2 separate regions of the Mus musculus genome follow, and region 1 is linked to region 2. A link is a contact called in public Hi-C data. All regions are on one chromosome and are shown on one strand. Each heading gives the region's core, a stretch centred on a gene start, on an enhancer-like site or on the middle of the called end of the contact. The rest is flanking DNA. Distances are from core to core; before and after follow the strand shown. Region 1 overlaps Gm35359 (a long non-coding RNA gene). Region 2 overlaps Itpr1 (inositol 1,4,5-trisphosphate receptor 1).

Evidence for each region. Hi-C and Micro-C count contacts between places; a contact is called where the count stands out from the background.
Region 1: a contact with region 2 is called in a Hi-C map of B cells, with 2.0 times the contacts expected there. The contact joins two enhancer-like sites. A contact is called at or near these places in 2 of 484 Hi-C or Micro-C datasets (B cells and Th1 cells).

What each region holds. Positions count from the first base shown.
Region 1 is chr6:108,717,389-108,720,912 of GRCm38.p6, forward strand. Gm35359 (a long non-coding RNA gene) reads right to left here. Exons shown (of 3, transcript XR_377955.2): 2 at 1,138-1,264; 3 at 143-540. Among named protein-coding and RNA genes, the nearest start is that of Gm35359, 12 kb to the right of the region's middle. Within about 2 kb of position 1,978, at least 51 of the 459 cell types and tissues checked have an H3K27ac peak or open chromatin away from gene starts, as enhancers often do. A contact at or near this core is called in B cells, where this site is marked.
Region 2 is chr6:108,325,186-108,328,906 of GRCm38.p6, forward strand. The region is part of intron 4 of Itpr1 (inositol 1,4,5-trisphosphate receptor 1); the gene reads left to right. Among named protein-coding and RNA genes, the nearest start is that of Itpr1, 110 kb to the left of the region's middle. Within about 2 kb of position 1,911, at least 83 of the 459 cell types and tissues checked have an H3K27ac peak or open chromatin away from gene starts, as enhancers often do. A contact at or near this core is called in B cells, where this site is marked.

The DNA of each region.
Region 1 (3,524 bases), core at 728-3,227, 390 kb after region 2:
GCCCAGGCTTGCTTTGAACTCTTGGCAATCCCCAGGTTCATTCTCTCAGGTACAACGATTTGAAGTGCAAGGCACCCGTCTTGCTCCTTGTTACCCTTCAGCTGACAATCAACACCTTCTCAGACTCCAACGCTGTGTAGGAGTCTACAGGGGAAAACGTAAGAACAGTGCCTTTGGCAGAGGAAATGCTACCTTGGAGGGAAAGAGGTTGTCATGAGCCCCTGCTGTGTGTTTTAAGAAACGCTCTTTAACTTGAGACTTCCTGTCTCTCCTGAAATTGCACCAGCAGGCTAACTATTCTAGGCATACCACCAGCTGGACATGAGGTCCCATGAGAAACAGTCAGAAGGGATTGAGGAGGTTTACTTGATAGCTGAGCAGCACTTGAAAACCATTTTCAGTATGCAGGCCCGACAGAGGAAAGAGCCCCCAGGGGTCAGGGCCTCCCGGGGGAGCGTCACCAGAGCACCTAAGGAAGTGTCTTCAGAGCAAGGGGAAGTGAACTGGCCTCTGGGCTCTGTCAGGTGGCTGTGGTTCAAGCTAAGGAGAGAAGATCAGGTGTCAAAGGTGTGGTTAAGGTGACTTCTGATGTAGAAAGTAAACTTCAGGGTTTCAGATGGAGGCTGGGGGGGGAGGCGGGGCTCAGGGTCTGTGCAGTGACCCTACAGATTCAAAGACCTTTTCTTCTCTTCCCTTCCCTCCCCCTCCCCTCCTCTTCCCTCCTTCCCTCCCTCCCTCCCTCCCTGCACCCTCCCTCCCTCCCTGCCCCCCCTCCCTCCTTCCCTCCCTCCCTCCCTGCCCCCTCCCTCCCTGCCCCCTCCCTCCCTCCCTCCCTGCCCCCTCCCTCCTTCCTTCCTGGGTTCCTGGAGATCCATAGTCTACTTTTTAAGTGTGTGTGTTGGGGGAGGTTTATTAGGCTCCGGGATTACATGACCTCTTCTGCACTACTGGAGATGGAAGCCAACCTAGCTTCTGTGCACCCTGAGTAGAGCTCTATCTTTGAGTGACACTCCTAGATTCTAGATCATCTTTGGAGATCTTTTTGGACGTCTGGCCTCTAAGCAGGTGACTCAGAATTATCTCTGAGACCTTGCTCAGTTCTCAGAACTCTTCGTTTGGTTAGAAGTGTCAACCTACCTCTAAGCAAGCCAGGACTCAGTTCCTCTGCAGTCCAGCCTCTCTGGACTTCTGACTCTCAGCTTTGGCTTTGCCATGAGTTTCTGTACGTTGCCTTCTGGAACTTGGCAACCAGCATCCCCAGCCACTGGAAAGAGAGTGTATGGCTCTCAGCATCTGTCTATCCATCCCAGGTGAGGATGCAGCCCAGCTGGCTGGCTGGCCACTTATGCTGGATGGGGGCTAGAATTCAGTGATTGGCTCAGAAGAAGGGGTCCCAATGAAGAATCCCTGTTTCTGAATGTTGGTTTTAGTTCAAACATACTGCATGTATTATCTTTGCAAACTGTGGCAAGAATGATGAGAAGAAGGTTTGTATTACCGCTGGACAAATGAGCAATGGAAGCCCAGAGATGCTAATTCACTTTCCCACAGCGGTACAGTCAGACATAAAATCTGGGGCAGGCTGTCTATCTGGACATACCCTTTGAGTTCCTTCCCATCTCTGACAATTAACCTAAAAATGGAGAAGTTGGTGTAGGGTTTAGACAGAATGAAACTAGGCTCTTTACACACCAAGGGTGAGACCAAGGCACAAGTTCTGAGGCTGGTGACAAAGCATGCTGGTTAGGAAGATAAGGAGCCTGAAGCTGAGCCTCACCTTACCTTTGCCACCTGCCAGCCTCCCACCAGGAGGCTCCCAAAGATATCGATACAACTTGGGGATGTTCTGAATTCTCAGAAGATACATCCAACCAACTGTGGCAATCCCAACAGGCTCTCTGGCTACAAATCCCTCCCCTTTGGATATGAACTAGACTCCAAGCCCTGACAACCTCCTCCTTCTGAAGGCGCAGGGAACATTCCAGAAGAGGGAACAGAAACAATGTAAGATCTGGAGCAAGGGGGGAGTTCTGTGAAAGGCTATCTTCCGGCAACCAGACAAGGCTGTTGCACTTATAAACTCTGCAGCTGTACACAAGACCTGTACAAAGGCAGACCAATAACTCACTCAAAACCCCCGCAGGCAGCACTCATTTGGCTAAACAAACAAAGGAAAACACAGAAAGAACATGAAGGTGGGAAGGGGGGATGTTGGGAGAGTAGTGGGGCGGTGGGGAGCTGGGAGTTGATAAGGTCAATATACATTACTTATATGTATGACATTGTCAAAGAAAACATAAAAGATATCCTAATAAAAAGAAAAAGCAGTCTGGCATTGGTAGCCCATGCCTTTAATTCCAGCACTCAGGAGGCAGAGGGAAATGGAACTCTGTGAATTTCACGCCAATCTAGTCTGCAGAGTGAGTTCCAGGACAGCTAGGGCTATACAGAGAAACCTTGTCTTGAAAAATCAAAACAGCAACCAAAAGCAGAAAGAAAAAAAAAAAGAAAGAGACAAGAAACTCATCTGATCAAATTGAGAGAGCTTTAAACCCCAGTAGGCAGTGCATGTGTCAGCTCTTGTGCTCTGCTCTTCACTATGGACGTGCTATGACTAACTGCTTCAAATTCCTGGGGCCTGGACTTTCCTGCAGTGATGGGTACAACCTGGAATAATGAGCGAAATAAATCCCCTTCCTCTTAAAGAGAAACAACCCAAAAGACAAGGCTTCAGAGGCTCATGTGTCGAAGGCCTTGTCAGACCTCAGAAGGGGTCACGATTGAGGGAAGTTAAAAACCACAAAAGCACTAACTGAAGCAGTGAACATAAGGTGTAGAGTTAGAAATGGGTGTCTGGGCACACTCTTTGAGCTACTTTTTTTGTTTTTCTTTTTGTTTTTGTTTTTTTTTTTTTTTTTTTTTTTTTGAGACAGAGTTTCTCTGTATAGCCCTTGCTGCCCTGGAACTCACTTTGTAGACCAGGCTGGCCTCGAACTCAGAAATCCGCCTGCCTCTGCCTCCCAAGTGCTAGGATTAAAGGCATGCACCACCATCGCCCGGCGTCTGTGCACACTCTTAAATGGGATTATTTGTCCCTGACCTCTTCCTGTCTCTCCACTCCCAGGCTGCAGTGAGGTGAGAACCTCTGTTCCATTACACTCTGTCCACCATGTTGTTCATCTTTACCTCAGGCCCAAAGTAATCCATCTACCAATCATGAAGTGAACACTCTGGAACCCTGAGCCCAACATTGTCCTTCTCTCCCAAAACTGTTTTCTTGGGTATTTGGTCCCGGTCATGAGAGGCTAACACATCTGTTCTCCTCACGATCCTGCCAGCCTTGTGCAGGGCTTGGGCTCCTTATTTTTGTGATCCTCTTGGGCAGGCTCATCCCCTTCTCCGGTGGTGTGGAGCTCATGCTTTCTCTTGCCAGTTCCAACTCTACTTCTAGGAAGCCTTCCCTGATTTATTTAACAACTACCATCCATTCACTAACTCCTCCAAAGAATGTCTCCTCATGAAAA
Region 2 (3,721 bases), core at 661-3,160:
GAAAGTAAGAAAACAGTTTTCATCTTCAGGGCAGACACTGGATGTCTGTAAAGTGAGCCCCAATGTAATAGTTTCTGTTTAGCTAGGCATAGAGTTAGGGTTAGGTTCACTGAGGGTAGGTATAAATACGTGCAAATATCAAATGTGGTACTGTGCAAACTGCATATCTACATGTAGGAAAATGAAACTAGGTCCCTGTCTCTCACCCTTCAGTTCAAAATGAACCAACAACCTTAATATAACATCAGAAACTCTAAAACCGTCAGAGGGGAACACTTGAAGTTATAAGTAGAGGCAAGACATTTCTCGAAGTGACTCCAGTAGTTCGGGAGATTATCCCAAGTATTGACAAATGGGATTGCATGGAATTAGACAGCTTTGGCACAGTAGAAGAAGTGATAGAGTCAAGAGACGAGCGTACAGGCTGCGAGAAAATCTTTGCGAGCTATGCACGTGACACGTACAGTTGGAGATCAATACCTAGAATATATAACAAAGTAAAAAGTTTAAGTCCTTGAAAAATCATCATTCAGTCAATAAATGGGCAAATGAATTGAACAGGCATCGAAGGAAGACATGAAGAGTTAACAGCTGTACATCAAAAAGTTCAACCTTCATAGCCAGAAGGGAAAACTACATTTAAACTAGATTTGGATTCCACCTCACCCTGGTCAGAATGTCGATCAAGAAAGCAAATGACAAATGTTGGTGAGGATGTGGGGGAAAGGAGCCCTTATTTACAACTGGTGGGAATGTAACTTCTGCAGCAATCGCTATGGAAATCAGTCTAGAGGTTCCTTCAAGAGCTAAAAATAGGACTACCCGGTGATTCAGCTCTTCCACTCCTGGGTGCATACCTAAAGGGATCTAAGCCAGCACGCCACCAAGATGCTTGGGGACATGGATTGTGATGTGCTGGTTACAGTGGATCAGATACGGAACCAGCATAGAGGCTCAACCCTAGATGAACAGATAGAGAAAGAGCGGTGCACATACTAGTGAGAGTGCAGTACGTCGCAGGAAAAGGGGTGGGTCTATCTGCAGGTTGGTGCGATAAGCAAAATCATGTTTTCTTTATGTGTAGGATCCGTATTTCAATCTATCTGTCCACGTGACACGAAATTAGGAAGGGGTTGCTTGGGAGAAGAAAACAGTGAGATGGGAAGAAAGAATGACGAAATAGATAATGAACAAAGTCCAGTGATCTGTTTGTCTTTAAATATCTCAGTGAGGCTGATGAGTTTGAGTGCTGATTAAAAATGATCTTTTCTGAATGGTGAGGGCATGGCCCCACACCCACCTGACAGGAGCTGTCTCGGAGTGCTGGGTGGAGCACAGTCCTGGGGTGGTCCAGGTTAGGTTCTCATCGTCTCTCTAAGTAGCAAGCAGGAAAGAAAGGGATAGCAAAGTATACATGGGCAGGCATCCTTGTTCTCTTCCTGTGGAGAACTGAGGCAAAGCCGTCTGCGGCAGCTCTGCTCGGCTGTTGGTTCCTTTTCTATTTCCAGTCCGTACCCACTGCACAGATGAGGAAATCATCTGTGGGGCTACGGGCCTGGCTCCCGAGCAACTGACTCCTCTGGCTTCTTTCTTTGTGTACACAGTGATCTTCCTTCCCTGCCAGCGGCCTGTACCTGCCAAGCTCCGCCGAGGGCTTCGCTAGATGGCTTTCGCATCTCGGCTTGCTTTTGTGTCCCCGTGTCCCCGTGATGCAGACACTCTTCAGGCTTCCCATGGTGCCTGCAACCAGGTTTTACTGACTTTAAGTGAAAGGCACATCACATCGTGGGGCAGAAACAGCCTACTTTCCTTTTGTGTAGTGAAAAAAAAGTGTACTTTTCCAGGAGACTCTGGGAAGGACCAGCCTGGTAACTTATGTAACTCCTTTCATGCCAGGCTGCCTTAAGCCTTCCAAAGCCCTTTGGTGGCTATAAGCTGGCGTGGCTAAGGCTGCAGGTTTTGAAACACCAGGCCTGGTGCAGTGAGATCTCTTTGCTTTTGACTCTGAGAGGTGAAATGAGTTCAATATAGCAAGAGTTTTCACCCCAAAGCCTACAGTGTTGTTTGTGTCACAAATGTGACTTTTCTCGCTCTACCCCCGACTCTCCATGTGTCCATGTGTTAGATTCTTTTTATTGGATAGATCCATCCAGCATTCCTTTTTTTCCCCCCACAACCTTCTCTCATTCCCTTTATGTTGAATTACAGCTTCAAAACAAAACAAACAAACAAGCCAAAACCTCCTTGAACCAAGTGAATTCTTTGGGTTTGGTTAAAAAGTGTAAGCTTGAAAATAAATTTCAAAGGTGGTTTTTAAGACTTTCTATTGAACAAAGAGTAAAACCTGGAGACTGGAGAACGGTCGGACGTGCAGCGCCGACCTTCAGCAGTGACGAGCCAGCACCTTGCTTCATGGACTTGATTAACGTGATGTCATTTCCAGACATTGTGTTATTTGGTTTGAGAGGACATTTTCAAGTTGCTTCCAATTCCAGCTGTTGGGGTAGAATCGGCAACCCAGGAAAGCCGTCCTGTGCTCTGTTGCAGGCCCCCTGGGCCAAAAGGGATCAGGCCTGAAAAACTGCATTGCCTGAGTGAGTCTGTGTTGGTGACACAGAAGACTGAAGCCATAGGGGAAGTTGGTGATGTCATCTCTCTCGCTTTCCCCTCCCCTTCCCACTCCCAACCCTGAACCCTGACCAAACAAAGCATATTTTTCTAGTGATAGAAATCAGACACTTTTGACCTTTTTCTTGAAGGGAAATTTTGTTTTTCTTCTTCCTTTTCCTTATCAGCAAGATCTTCCTTTTCATGGAACCATAAAAAGAAATTCATTGTTTGAGGTCTTTTTAAATACATGTATGTATATATACGTCCATCTATGTACACATATATATGTACAGACGTTAAATGTATCACTGATTAAATTTTACCTACTCATTTCATTCCCATGCTTGAATATACCGAAAATTACTCTTTCCCTAAAACGCATCTGATCTCTCCAAGCACCAGCATCCCACTCCCCAACAGAGGTGACCACTGTTTTGATATTGTCAGGAATTTCATATAAATGGGGCCACTCTGTGTCAACAGACTCATTTTGTTATCACTGCCTTGTGACCTTTCACTCAAAGTAAAATAATATTTGTGAAACCTGTCCCTGCTGTTTTCGTGTGACACTGGCTTGCTTTTTAGGGCAGCATGGCCTCCCCGCATCTCGGTGTTGCGTGACTGTGCCGTTTGCCTGCCCACTGTTTCACAGCAATGGTATTTAATTGACTCATCACTGTGTTAGGATGTGTTCAGAGGCCTTCAAGTGAAGTAGCTGATTTCATTTTGAAAGTTAACTTGTGATCTAGCTCTTGTGGCTATTCCCTGTGGAGATAAGAAACTTAAATATGTAGATAATTTCCCCCAAATTATTCAAAATGTAAGCGATGGAGCAGACTATACTCCTGAACGTTGGAGGATGCACACAGATCTTCACTTCCTCTTAATTACAGGGCATTGAATGGAAGCTCTTATATGAATAGAGAGGGCTTTGCAATCTCCAAGGGATGATTGAAGGGGGAAGACAGGAAGACTGGGAAAAGTTTAGTTTTCTGGAGAAGATTGATCAGGCAGTGAGCAGCAGAGACAGGTAGGACCTGTCTCTGTGGGTACCTGCACACCACCACCACCACCACCACCACCACCAGCAGCAGCAGCAACAACAGTTGGC